Regions from separate parts of the Rattus norvegicus genome. Here region 2 is linked to region 1. Evidence: chromatin contacts called from public Hi-C data. All regions are on one chromosome and are shown on one strand. Each heading gives the region's core, a stretch centred on a gene start, on an enhancer-like site or on the middle of the called end of the contact. The rest is flanking DNA. Distances are from core to core; before and after follow the strand shown. Region 1 has its middle 23 kb from the start of Wdfy3. Region 2 overlaps Wdfy3 (WD repeat and FYVE domain containing 3).

Evidence for each region. A called contact is a pair of places that touch in the nucleus more often than the background predicts.
Region 2: a Hi-C map of kidney shows a contact between it and region 1, with 2.3 times the contacts expected there. The contact joins two enhancer-like sites. A contact is called at or near these places in 5 of 12 Hi-C or Micro-C datasets (frontal cortex, kidney and liver).

Annotation. Positions count from the first base shown.
Region 1 is chr14:7,885,116-7,892,077 of GRCr8, reverse strand. It overlaps a transcript of Wdfy3 not described here. Among named protein-coding and RNA genes, the nearest start is that of Wdfy3, 23 kb to the left of the region's middle. Within about 2 kb of position 2,182, at least 11 of the 93 cell types and tissues checked have an H3K27ac peak or open chromatin away from gene starts, as enhancers often do. A contact at or near this core is called in kidney, where this site is marked.
Region 2 is chr14:8,021,504-8,028,047 of GRCr8, reverse strand. Wdfy3 (WD repeat and FYVE domain containing 3) reads right to left here. Exons shown (of 66, transcript NM_001170551.3): 17 at 4,376-4,488; 18 at 1,894-2,125; 19 at 799-899; 20 at 458-676. Among named protein-coding and RNA genes, the nearest start is that of Wdfy3, 110 kb to the right of the region's middle. Within about 2 kb of position 4,392, at least 1 of the 93 cell types and tissues checked has an H3K27ac peak or open chromatin away from gene starts, as enhancers often do. A contact at or near this core is called in kidney, where this site is marked.

The DNA.
Region 1 (6,962 bases), core at 933-3,432:
TTGCTTCATCTAAGTGTGATACAAACACCCTCCCTTCCCCACAACAGCTCCTCTAAACTGAGCATGCCCAACAGTAATTAACCCAGACTGATGACTGAACATATCTCACTCTGCCTTCTTTTACATGTTAGGGATGAAAGTACCCAGTAAGCCAATTCAGTACTTATTAAAAGAGGAAGTTGTTAAAAAAGGAGAATTATGGAGAAAATGCCATGTAATTAAATTTTTACATGACTATTGGCCATGGCTTTGACAGATTTACCAAGCTGAAAATAGCCAGCTATTAGCCCAGTTAACTATCAGCAGGAAATGGAGGAAAGAAGCCCCTTTCCTGGGCTGCCTAGTAGAGGAGACACGGGACAAAGGCATCCACATTCCTGCACCTGCCAACATTGTTCCAAGTGAAGAGGTCAGATGCTCTTAGTAATAGGATGTAAGTCACTCAAGCAGCTGGCACGTGGCTGTTAGCTGGGTGATGGAACGAGAGTCTCTCTCTCTCTCTCTCTCTCTCTCTCTCTCTCTCTCTCTGACTTCTGTGCACTTATAAACACTTCAAAACAATCGGTAAGGTAATAAACGGTTTTAATATTCAGTGAAATTAAAACAGGCAAAGTGTCCAAACTTGTGCTTAAAATATACTAAGTAATTTCCACAGTTTGAGAAGACAGAGTGGCAGAAATTCTTGTAAAAATGCTGAGTCCCTTGCAAAATTAGAACACTTCCCATATCGCAGCTCATGTGTGATTTGTCTACTCGGGGACTTTGGTCAGAGCAGGTTTAAAAGCAGCAGGTAACACAAAATCCTTAAGCTCAACTCTCTAACAAACCCAATAAGGGCCAAGTTTTAGATTCTTCTTTTCCAATGCAGATGGTAGGCCTCCTCAGAGTCCACACTGGCTGAAGAACAGCGGGAAACAGGCCCATAGGAACCTCCCGTCTGAGATGAAATATCAACTACACCAAGAAGAAACTGCATACAGGAAGAGGAAGCTGGGCTGTGCTGGTACTGACCATGTACGATTCATTATGTGTTGACATACCAATGATGTGTCAGAAACTACCTTGTCACATGATCTCCACTCCACTAAGTACCAAAGGCTTAAGAAACCAAGCAAACTGAGGCTATGGGGAGGAGCTCAGCTGTCAGTACTAAGAAGAGGATCTGGAATGAAAAGGGCTGGCGAGGAGGTTAGACAGGCTAGACGACCTGCACACAGCAGAGAGAGGAGCCTTACCTCTGAGCTTTAATTCGGATCTTTCACAGTAGTAACAAAGGCCTCAGAGCATCGGTTCTCAACCTGTGTGTGGGTCTCAACCCCTTAGGGTTCGAAGGACTCTTTCACAGGGGTTACCTAAGACCTTCAGAAAATACAGATGTTTACATTACAATCCATACAGTAGGCAAAATTAACAGTGAAACGACTCTATGGTTTAGGGGGGGGTCACCACAACTTGAGGAACTGTACTACACAGGGTTGCAGCATCAGGAAGGCTGAGAGACACTCTAAAGGGACAAGACCATACATAGAAGGGTCGGGCCGCTAAGATACCTCTGTAAACGCTCATCTAGTGGGAAGTGGCAAGAACCACTCTTTAAGTCTACAGTGCCTTCCCACAGACCAGCTCGCTGACTTACAGCTTCTAAGCCCAGCTTCCAATCTCACCCAATGCCGGACTGAAGTCCCACTGAAGCCAGCTCTCCCTGGGCCGGGAACCAGGTGACGCCCCACCCTTGCTGCAGTAGGTAGGGCAGCACTGCTCTGTTGTGGACCGTCAAGAAGAATGATGCGGAAATGACGAGGGGCCTTAACACCAGGTAAAACCACAGGGCACACTCAGGTAAAACCACAGGGCACACTCAAACACACTAATACACAAAGGGAAGCAAAGTTAAAAAGTTTAACTAGGGGCTAAAACTTTAACGGGGAAAAAAAAAAAGAAAAACCTTTACTGAAAAGCCCCAAGCGCATGAGACCACTCTGACGGAGAAATAAAACCCAAACCTTGTTCGCACGGGAGCACTAAACACAAACAGCAGCCCAGGAGTCTTCAGTGAAATCAGCCGCTTAGATGGTCAAACTATAACACATTATGTAAGATCAATAACCCAGTATTCATGAGCTGCTGTGTTCGGCCTCCTGGACATGATGCCTTTTGGTTAAAGAGTAATGGGAGGCAAGATCCACATGACTGACAGGTGTGAGTGCTTTCCCTCTAGACTTAACAGCCTCTGCAGGGTCTGCATTGAGGTCTCCCAGGGCCCTTCCCCAGAAGTTAAAAAAAAAAGCAGGAACTTCGGGGTTTGGGAGTCTGAAGACTAGAAGCGGCTGGCCTAGAACTGCAGGTGGCAAATGGTGGCAAATGCCCAGGATGGGACTAAAATGCTCGCTCCAGATCTGAAAGGTCTCTGTTGGAATTTGAGACATCTAGACTCAACCCCCCCTCCCCCACCAAAGTCCTAAACCAACCGGGTTGAGTAAATAAACTACAGGATAAATCCTTGCTCAGCCAAACGAAACAGTAAGAAACACCGTTGGCTGCGTTTTGGGTGCTAAATTTTTAAAATTCTGAAAGACTCGCGTTTCTATATATAGGTATGCAGAATTTATATTCTAGACCTACCGATGTTTTGCAAATAAAGACTAATGAGGCCATACAAAAATTAACCTAAAAAATGTCTTGTATAAAAAGGCAAGGGGAGAATGAATGAATGAGCTGACCCTCTGTAATGAACCCCTACGTTTAGCTTGTGGTGATGTCTCCATCTCTTTGCTACTGTAGCATTTCCTGAGCATGGCATCAGTGTGGGGGATAAGGCAGTGGTGAGATGCATTGTGGGATTGGGGAGATGTCCACTTGGGGGAAGTAGATGAAGAGTCTCGGAGTCAGCACGTGGCTCTGCACTTGACCACTCACATGGATTTACTGAGCACCCATACACACAGTATAAAATCCTCAGGGTGCTGCCGACTCCGCATCCTGGGAGCCATGACTCACCTCACCGCAGCACCCCAGGGTGTCCACTACCCAGTTATCAACGACAGACCCCATTCTCAGCAATTCCATAATTTCACAAACATTTACACACTGAAACCGGAGCTCTGGAACTGAAAAGAGATCCTGCCCTCCCCTCCACACCCCAGAGACCCTGACCTAAGAACAGGAGACTGACTAAGGAGCGACTCTCTGCTCTAACCCAGCAGACCACCCGTGGACCATAAGAGGCCAGGGAGGACGCCATGCTTTGAGCCTTCAGGAGGAAGCCAGGAACACGTCTCTGCCCCTGCAGAGAACGCAACATGGGCCAAAAAAATCTCGCACTCAGAAATCAAAGTCCCTACAAAGGACACGGACTGCTGCTCTCCTCTGGCCTCTCTGTAGCCTGCCCTTTCCTTCTCTCTCTGTACACAGCACACATCCTCCTGTCTCAGCATTAACTCTCCTCTCAGATCTACAGCCTTTCCTCTCCCCAACAACTTCACATGTCTTCTCTACCACAAAGCGTTCCTCCCACCCACACAGCACCCCAGTCCTGCCTTTATCCTCTGAACCAACCCAGCCTGTTCCTCTATGGTACCTACAGCCCTTCAGGGACATGGGGGAACCCACGGCTATAGCAAACACTGTAACAGCGCTCAGAGTGGCTGCTGTTGTCCATGTAGCTGACGACGGCACGCGGTTGGCATCAATGCCTCCACTGTACCATTTGCACCAAGTTAGAGAGCTCTACAACCTTGCAGTGTGCACCACAGCAGACAGAAGGTGCTCCCTGGACAATCAGTGGCCAACAGAGAAAGGACTGGAGGAGCTGTGGCCAGGTCAAGTGGGCCTTTGTCTCCACCGGGGCTGACTGCTTTCATAGAAATTGGATACTAACTCAAGAAATTCGAGGATTCTATGCAGGGGGGGAAATGAATCTGTGAAAGGTTTCACAGTTTTCAAAATTTACAAAGAGAATTTATTATGAAAGGGGCATCTATGGGGAAACTGGGGTAGAATGGAGCTGAGATCATTACAAGATCACTGTAACCCTTCACCAAGCAATCAGGGGGCTGAAAAGCATCTTGGGGGGCGGGAGGCCAATGAGGAGTAATATTTAGAAGATGAAGGCATTAGGACTGAGACATCTGCGACTGTGGATCTCAGGACTCCCGAGGAATGGGTGACGAATTCTGGGTCTCAATCTCGTAACCGCACAGGAGATGAAGCATAAAAAGCTAAGAAGGCAGGCACAGTGGATAAACTCTGGGGGAGAAGGAAACCAGGGAGGTTTCAGACATGTTGAGGTGGACAGGCCTGAGCAACCGCGCAGTGGCTACACACGGACTAGCAGTTGGATATCAGCATACAGATGTAGAACTCAACAGTATGGTTTGGGCTGGTTCTGCTCTGTTTTAATTAAATGGCAGTTGGATATGGTAGACTCCAAAAGGACAGTACTGCTAACAGTCAGGAAGGCCAGCCATCAAGAGGACAGTGCAGACCAACGGTCAGGAAGGCTAGCCATCAAGAGGAGGAGAGTGCAGAATGGATTCTACAGAGACCAGGTCTCAAAATGAGAAGAAGAAAATTACACATCTACTATTTCAAAATGTTAAGTGAATGACTAGGTGTCAGATATGTTTCTCCTTGTGAAAACCTAAATATCACCTTATGTTAGCATCAAAAAAAAAAATCGTATCTTTACAGGCTAACAAATAGTGCGTAATAAAAAACACAATGGTAGTCACAAATACCAAACATGCTTTAACCAAGAACACATGCTAAAAAGCAACGCCACGACTGCATTTTCCTGTAGTGATTTTGTTTTAACACAGACTGAGGGTAACATCAAAGTCTACACAGTTAAATGTATTCAGTCCATAAATGCCCCCACCTACGGCAAATTATCAAAATAACAACTCAGTAGCAGAGAACAGACCTGCTGTTTGGATTTTTCTCAAGTTTTCTTGTATTAGCCATCCTAAATCTAGATTAGGTTGGGCAGTGAGTGAAGGACTAGACTGAAAACAGCATTGCTATTCAGCCTCCCTCCTCCTGAGGGAATCTGCACATCCTGTTGTCACCGGAAGCCAAGTCACCCCCCTGGCACTCTGGATTTCTCCAGGTAAAGGGGGCTTCTGCAGGAAATCCTGACTAATCTGAGATCAGGGTTCTTGGGACTCCCCGCCCCATATGCATCAGGGGATCACTAAGGCGAGGCTCTGTTTAATAGTCTCTTCCACTCGATTCTAAGCTCTGCTGTTCCAAGTGTTTTGCAAGCCGCCTGCCCGAGATGCATGTTATGAGTGTCACAAAGAATCAATGACCCAACAGATGAGGTTACACAGGTGCGTCTGACATGGCAGGTACTCGAGTGTAATTATTCAAAATTGTAATCTGACTCCTTACATATTTTACAATTCCTGCCTAATTGACAATATAGTATTCTAAAACTATTAGACTAAATGTATTTAACTAATTAAATGTATTTTACTATTAAACATTAAATGCACGGGGGGGGGGGGGGGGGCTGGAATGATGGCTCAGCCATTCAAGGCGCATACTGCTTTTCAAAGGACCTGGGTTCAATTCCCAGCACCTGAGTCATGAGTCCCACAACTGCCCGTAAGGCCAACTCAAGGGGGTCCCATACCTCCGGCCTCTTGGGGTGCGTTTGCATACACGTGCATGTGTCATAAAATTTAAATAAGTACTTTTAAACTTTAAGTGTTTACAATGAATATATATATAATTCAACACAACACTTCGCCTACCCTAGAACTATACAGCACTTCCCTCGAACTTGCCACTTAACCGGGGCTAGCCTTAGACTCCTGGGCGCCTGCCTCCTCCTCCCAAGTGCTGGCACCACGCCTGGCTTTAGCTTTAGAACTGTTAAAAAGGCCTTGGTAAAATCTCCTCAGTGCAAAGTCGAACAGAAACCCAAGCTGCATGGCAACTTGGGATTTTTTTTTTTTCCAAGCCTGAGCAAGAGCTGAAACAGAAATTTCTTAGCAATCTCCTTACAAAGAGCTAACTTCCCAACATGAAAGGTAAGTAAGTCCTAAGTCACGAGGAAAATCTCTGAGGATTACGCTACGGCTATCACTGTGAGACAGGTAGCTGACAGCTGAGACAAAAATGGGTTCTGAGAGACGTGCGTCCTAAACTTCCTGCTGTCCCAGACACTACTGAAAACATGAACTAAGAAGCCAAAGATATTAAAAACACATGCTCACATGGATATCGACACAATAAATGGCTAACCAACAACAAGAGGTGCTGGCCCAGGAATGGCGACACTGCTGGCAGTCGTGCCAAACAGTACAGCAGCGTGATCAAGTTGCCTCGATACTTCCGATAGGGCCTAAAAGTTCGACCTCTGCATATGAAGTCAAGGAAACCAGACCTGCATGCTGAAGGCAAGAATACCTGTACTCCTAACTAACCAAAACCTGTATCAATCACGAACAGACAAAAGGCAGGACCGTGCTTAAAAAAAAAAAAAAAAAAAAAAGCCATAGTGTTAGCGGTTTGTTGGAGCTGGTTAGTACCAGCTAAACAGAGCCCTTGGGTGAGTTCTCGTGTTGGTTTATAAAGCTTACTATGGGCCATGATAACTGTTACTCTAGAACAATTGCCACAGTTGTTCCCACTGACCAGCCCACGGCTATTCCACTGCTCTACATACAGCACAGGCATTACACTGAATGCACCAAGTTACAAAAGACAACATCCTGTACGACCATGCATCTGGATGGTGCTCCCCAGAGGACATTAACGGTTGCCAAGGACTTGAGGACTAAGCGGAGAGGCATGAAAAGGCCTTCCTAGGGACACACAACAGGCTCCGCTTGTCTGTACTACAGACCACCCAACTGCAGATACAGGTAAACTGTCCCCACGTGGCGATGACTGCTAAGTAAAACCCAACCTGAGAAACACTAAAGCGGTCGGTCGTTAATTTGTGAATGGTGCTG
Region 2 (6,544 bases), core at 3,143-5,642, 130 kb before region 1:
CCCACTGCTCCTAGATCCTTCCCATTTCCCTTCTCAATAAATTACTAAGGATAGATTTTGACAAACTATAACAAAAAAGAAACAAAGGGTTATACGAATTTCATTTTCTCATTCGTCTAACTGAAAATTAATGTCCTGCCTTTGTTTGTAGTTCTTGGTGGTGCTGGGAGTCAAACCCAGAGCCAAACACACGGCTGCACATATTTTTATTCTTCCTCTGGGCTAGAACACACTCCCAGCCTTCCTCGATGTTTGTAGCTGGGCAGAGGACAGTGAGAGCAGAACCGAGAAACACACACAGGAGTGAAGTTCAAAGGCCTCAGGGGTCACAGTTACAGACCGAGGGGTGTGAAGAATGTCATAGAGAGTACGGAGCTGGCATGTGCTTAGCATGCATGGAGCCCTGGCCTCAGTCATCCAGCACATGCATAAAAAGATATGAGTGTCAAGCACTGACCGTAATTTTGGAGCAGCTCCTCCTTCGTGGAGACGATTAAGGACCGGTCTTTCGCAGACAGAACGATGGCAAGGCACACATAATGCTGCTCGGATGAATTCGCTCGCCGCACAACAGTGAGGAGTCTGACCGGGTGGTTATTTGGAGGGGAGCTGAAGTGTTCGATGCAGAACCAGCAGGAATAGCTTAGGCCAGAAGGCGGGGGGAAGAACCTCTCGCCTGGAGTCAGAGGAGAAAGCCAGGGACAGAGCCTTGTGGCACACATCTATGTTTTTAAATGAGGCAACAACAGTACATAAATTGTTAGTAAAAATATCTACCGGAGAAGGAATGATACTTACCAGAGCCAATACCGCTGACCACGGCCCCATCGGTAAGACCTGTCGTGACGGCATTGTTGGTAGGGGCGTTGTGGGGAGCCAGGCTGGGTAGAAACAGGCAGCTAGAAAAGAAAACACAGCTCAGTTAGAGATCCACTCTGTCGTAACACAACGGACGTGCAGACCCTCAATTAATGACTAAGTATGTAACTGCAGCTAGATCAGAGATTATAGAACAAACCTGGGGACCAGGCAAAGCCCTTGCTCTCTTTTAATAATGGGAGAATATCAAACGGTGTACTTTAAAACCTCTAACAGTGCCATTTAAACAGCGAATCATTTAAAACTTGTGGTTATATTTGCATATGTAAATGAAACATACAGTCTTCATAACAAACATGCCAGTCGTTTCGTTATCACAGAAGAAACGCCCTGTAACTCTTCTTCATAATACAGCCTTGGACATGTGTGTGCACGCTCTGAGCTAGTGGGCCTGACAAGTTTGGTGATTCACTCTGGGGTCCTTGTGGCTGCCTCTGTAACTGGAGCAGCCTCTTGATATTTAAGGTTACTTGTCTGAGGCCACTGGTGTCACTGAGATCTCACACGGCTGAAGACACAGTCCTCGACAGTCTGGAGACAAGGTGACAGAGGCCAGTCAGAGCTGACTCCTAACTCTATCCGTCATCTGTATCTCACGCTGACACCGCCACAAGTTGGCCAGCTTTCTGGATGGAGCCCCATGAGACCCTTGCTTGGTGCAGAAGACTTCCTACTAGGGTGACACACTTCTGCCACTCAGCAAAGTCACAGGAATGGACTGCATGTGACATGGTAAAATGTCCTCATCCACAATCACACTTAAAAAAAAGGCCTTTCTCAACCATGGAACGTCAGTTATTAACTCCAGTATTACACCAGCATAGTCAATATGATAAATGATTCAGAAAGCTGAACTCGGAAATCTTAAAAACAGCATGCTCACAGAACCGGAATCACGTGAGGACACACGCCATCGTACGGATCACAGAACGTGTCAGCCCAGCAATTTAAACCCGAAGTCTATTTGCAAAGCTCTCATGAGAGCAAGGCCTGGCCCCCTTGTAGTTTCCTTACCCAAAGCCTTCAAGGGATGTGTCAAATTCAACGAAAGCTGGAGTAACAGATGAACCATGAAGTCTGATGTCATGAGGGGTTGTCATGGAGACGAGACACTTCACCCTGGTCAAGGGCACAGTGCTTCCTTCTGCAGACTTCACCAGACTTTTGCTTATCCGGTAATGGTTATCTTCATGTGAGCTGAAAACGCTGTCGGAGCCCAGACCTTCCAGAGAGGTGACCACGCTACCTGCGTGCGACACAGAATAACTTGGGGAATGCTCAGAATTTTACGGTAACTTCACCTGACTGAGCTATTTTCATACGCTAGAGTTATTTCCAATACCAAGGACACTTGTGCAGTGGTAATGGTGCTTGTCCCCTTTCAGACTCGAAGAACTTGTTTTCCCTTTTAAATTACGATCAAAGCCATGTATACACTGCAGAGACATCAGACACGAGTGCTGACAGGAATAAAAGCAGCACCCACAATCATGGCTTCAATCTCAGTTGGGGGGGGGGCTCTTACTTCACAACACTGCTTATCATTTCTCTTCGGAAGGAAGGCATTTCCCCTAGAAGCACCAGAACAGAAAGGAATTTGCTGTCTCAGGGATGAACGCAACACTCACTTCTCCTGCCTTCCTCTGTCTTGTGAATCCTTAAATCTATCACAATAAAAACGACCGTAAAAACACTGTGCGTCTACGCACGCACGAGTGCTGACAAGCAGTCCTATCTTTCCAGAAACGTCTCAAACCAACAGAAAATGTTCTCTGTGAAGAACCGCACCAGAGCACAAACCATTTCCCTTCAATGTGTCTGATACTGGATCAACCACAACTGTGTTCTAATACTCTTTCAGGGACTACCTACTTTGTCTCTCTTCTTAAGAAAGGAAATTAAAACTCAATTCTAAAGGACTGGGTATAATACAAAAAGGGCAAACAGGACATAAAGGGATGTATATTAACGAATATGAAAAGCTATCATATCCTGCCTTCCCATGAAACCATGCTAGAGTAGCAATGGCGATCCCTGGCAGCAGGGAGCAATGGCTGAGGGCTGATACGCCGACTTCAGAAGTCTCCCCTCACAACTGCAGGGAATGATGAGAGGCACATTTCTGCCTTTCAAAGCTGTCATTGTGAGCTTGGAGGATGTATCTCAGGGATAGAGCAGCGGCCTAGCACAGGGGAGGGCCTTGGATTAGTCACCAGCACATCAAAAACCAAAGGACAACCCAGGGGAAGGCAGTCTCTCTGACTTCCTATGAACTGTCCTGCATGGTGCACTGGCATTAAATACTAATTTATTTATTCTAATTCTACCTTAGCAGCCTTTCCACCACGCTGATCAAACAGAATCTCCGGAAAAAGAAAATGTACAAAACCACAGAATTAACCATGGGAGGAAATCCAAAAACCATAGGATTAATCAGAGATCCAGTGGTAGGCTTTACTAAGACACTGCCCGCCAGTTTGGGTGGATGGTGCCTGTTGGTCTGCCATGATCCTGACAGAGTAGGCAGGGCCTACGTTGTACTCACTCCCTTGGTCATTTTTCTTCCCTCTGCGTAGTGTGACATCTCCTCGGAGGCTACTCAGCAGATCTACCACAATGTCTAGGGGCCCTATCTCCCCTTGTCTCCCTTATTCCTCTATTGTTCCATCCAAACAATCCTGCTGGACGAGTTGTTTCCTTCATGTGATAGATCACAGCACAGCTCCCTTCCAATCCCAGGACACCTGCCTTCCAATCCCAGCACATCTGCCTTTCAATCCCAGGACACCTGCCTTCCAATCCCCACACACCTGCCTTCCAATCCCAGGACACCTGCCTTCCAATCCCAGCACACCTGCCTTCCAATCCCAGCACACCTGCCTTCCAATCCCAGGACACCTGCCTTCCAATCCCAGCACACCTGCCTTCCAATCCCCACACACCTGCCTTCCAATCCCAGGACACCTGCCTTCCAATCCCAGCACACCTGCCTTCCAATCCCCACACACCTGCCTTCCAATCCCAGGACACCTGCCTTCCAATCCCAGGACACCTGCCTTCCAATCCCAGGACACCTGACTCCAGAAGCCACCTAGCTTCCGTTCTTCCCTCTGAGGCATGATTTGACTTCTTTGTTATGCCCTGCAAACAGACTGCTGCATTTAAACAGCGTGATCATGGACATTCCCCAGTCCAGGCTGCAAAGGCCACTTGGGAGAGAGATAGAGAGAATCCTCTGAGGTGAAGGAGTGTGCTCCCTCCCCTACACCAGGGGCTAAGCTGCCTGTCTCCTTACACTGCCCATCACTCCTTACACACCCCAAGTGTTCTCTCACTGGGTTAACCAACCTGACTGTATGTCACTGACTGAACAGCAGTGACCTCCTTTCTTTATAATAGTTCTCACACAGACCCACCCCCAGCCACGTGGATTTGAGTGACAGACAAAATGAACCATAACCATGACCATGACCAGGAAGCTCCGAGCTCAGCTTACTTCTCATGTCCGGCTCGAAGCTCAGCGAACTTGGTTTGTGAACCCTGTACTGTTTCAGCAGCTTTTTGTCCCACGCACCACAGTTCAGAGGGCTTGCCAAACGCAAAAACTCCCTGAGAAGAGAAAGCAAAGGTACGCTCCACTGAGATTACAGACACCGAGTCAAGGGGTGGGGGATGATGGACTGTAACGAGTAGTTATTATGACACGACATATGATGTTAATTTCATATTACAGTCACCACATAAGCTGTGCATCTACTATGCACCCCAGAGGACCCCAGTCCCTTACGTCACCTTCTACCCAGCAACACTGAAACAGGCTTGGAGTCTTCCATTCACTTTGCTTTCTACATTCATAAAATCCCCAAACCGTGCTAATCTGACGTGCCTGTCCTCGGCAGCCGTCTAAGGGCACCCAGACTGAGCGCCCTGTTTCTGTGTCTAGGAGCAGTCTGTGTCACCTCCAGGGGCTCCCACCGGGTCCCAACACCATCTACTCACTGTCACTGTCCTGCTCAACACGTCAATGGCTGCTCGTTCCTGGCACATGGAAACCCCAGTTCCCCACAGGCTGCCAGGGAAGGCCACAGTGACATGAGAGTGACATGAGTTACCTTCCACACCCCTTCATTGCACTCCCTTTTCACCCACCCACAAACTGACTTCTTATGACGCCTGTCTCTCTCACTGCAGAGAGACTCCATGTTTTTCCCCAATCCAATCAGGATACTTATCTTCCGTATTCTACTTCTAAACTGTCATTCTTCTAGAAAGCCAACCTCCCTACGATTTTTGGACAAGCTGCCCTTAAATAAATTCTACAACACTGCTACTATGGAATCTACTATGTGGTATTTTAGTTTCCCACTTCTTCTGTGAGAAAGCTCCTTCTTTATCTGGTTACCGATGTTTTCTTACATCTCAGATGAAGGGTTCAAGTTACGATGTGTCAGACTAGGGGAGCAAGGCCCCATGTCTGTAGTGGCTATAAAACAAGCTACTTCTGTTCTTGTTCTAAGCACCAGAAAGACTGCAGAGGATTGCAAAGGGTAGGAGACACAGTCCGTGAAGCATGTCCTCCGAAACAAGGTGTGCACACAAAGCACACTGGCTAGCAATGGCACACGTAGGATTCCTTCAGAGCCGGGCACGTAAGCTGCCATGACACCGCATAGGATTCTGTTCGACACGTGTTTACGTCAAGTATTTTTCTTAATCAATAATAACTTTGGAATGGGCTTTAAAAAGCACAAATAACACCTCAACCATGTTTTTGTAAAGCCTTTAAAGTTTCATACCATGACAGCACTTCAACGGAAGGCGAGAGCAATCACAGACACCGTGTATGGTCTCAGAACAGCAGCCCACAGGTGTATTTTTAAAAGAACGGAAAAGGTAATGTATGACTACATTTACTTGGCTGTATGATTTTGAAGTAAACTGAAGGGTTTTTTTTTTTTAAGATTTGCTTTAATTTTATGTATATGGGTGTTTTGCCTCTAAGTATGGCTGTGCACCACACATGTGTTTGGTGACCAGAGAAGCCAGAAGAGAGTTTCAGATCCCCTGGACCTGGGTTAAAGAGAGTTTTAAGTCCCAATGTGTGTCTGCAGGAATAGCAACCAACGCTTTTACTGCTGAGCCATCTCACCCCCCCCCCCCACACACATACACACACATTTAAAAACTAACCAGGTTCCATTTGTAAAGACAGCATTTGTCTCGAGTGAAAACACTTGCCTTCTTCATGAGCTAGAGACATACTCAGTGGAAGAGTGCTCGATTCTCAGAACACACATATGCACACACGTGTGCCCACTGTGATAAAGGAAAAGTACCTATCTACAAATGTCACGTGTTATATAGGACGTGTGCAAGCAAAACATTTCCAACATGACAAAATCATGGAGCTGGAAAGGGACGGTCGGAGGGGGTGTGTAGGACGAAAAGGTACGCCAGTCAGGGACTGCAGGACAGGGGTGTGTAGGACACAGAGGGGCAGCGTGAGCAAGATCCTCGTGGGATCTACAACTGTGCAGCGGTCACATAAAATGCACCTGGTACACGCCTGTAATCCCAGCACCCAGGAGGCTGACGAGGGAGATTGTGGGTGTCAGGAAATAAACTGCTTGCACTACCTAATAAAAGCCCACCTCCGAAAAGCAAG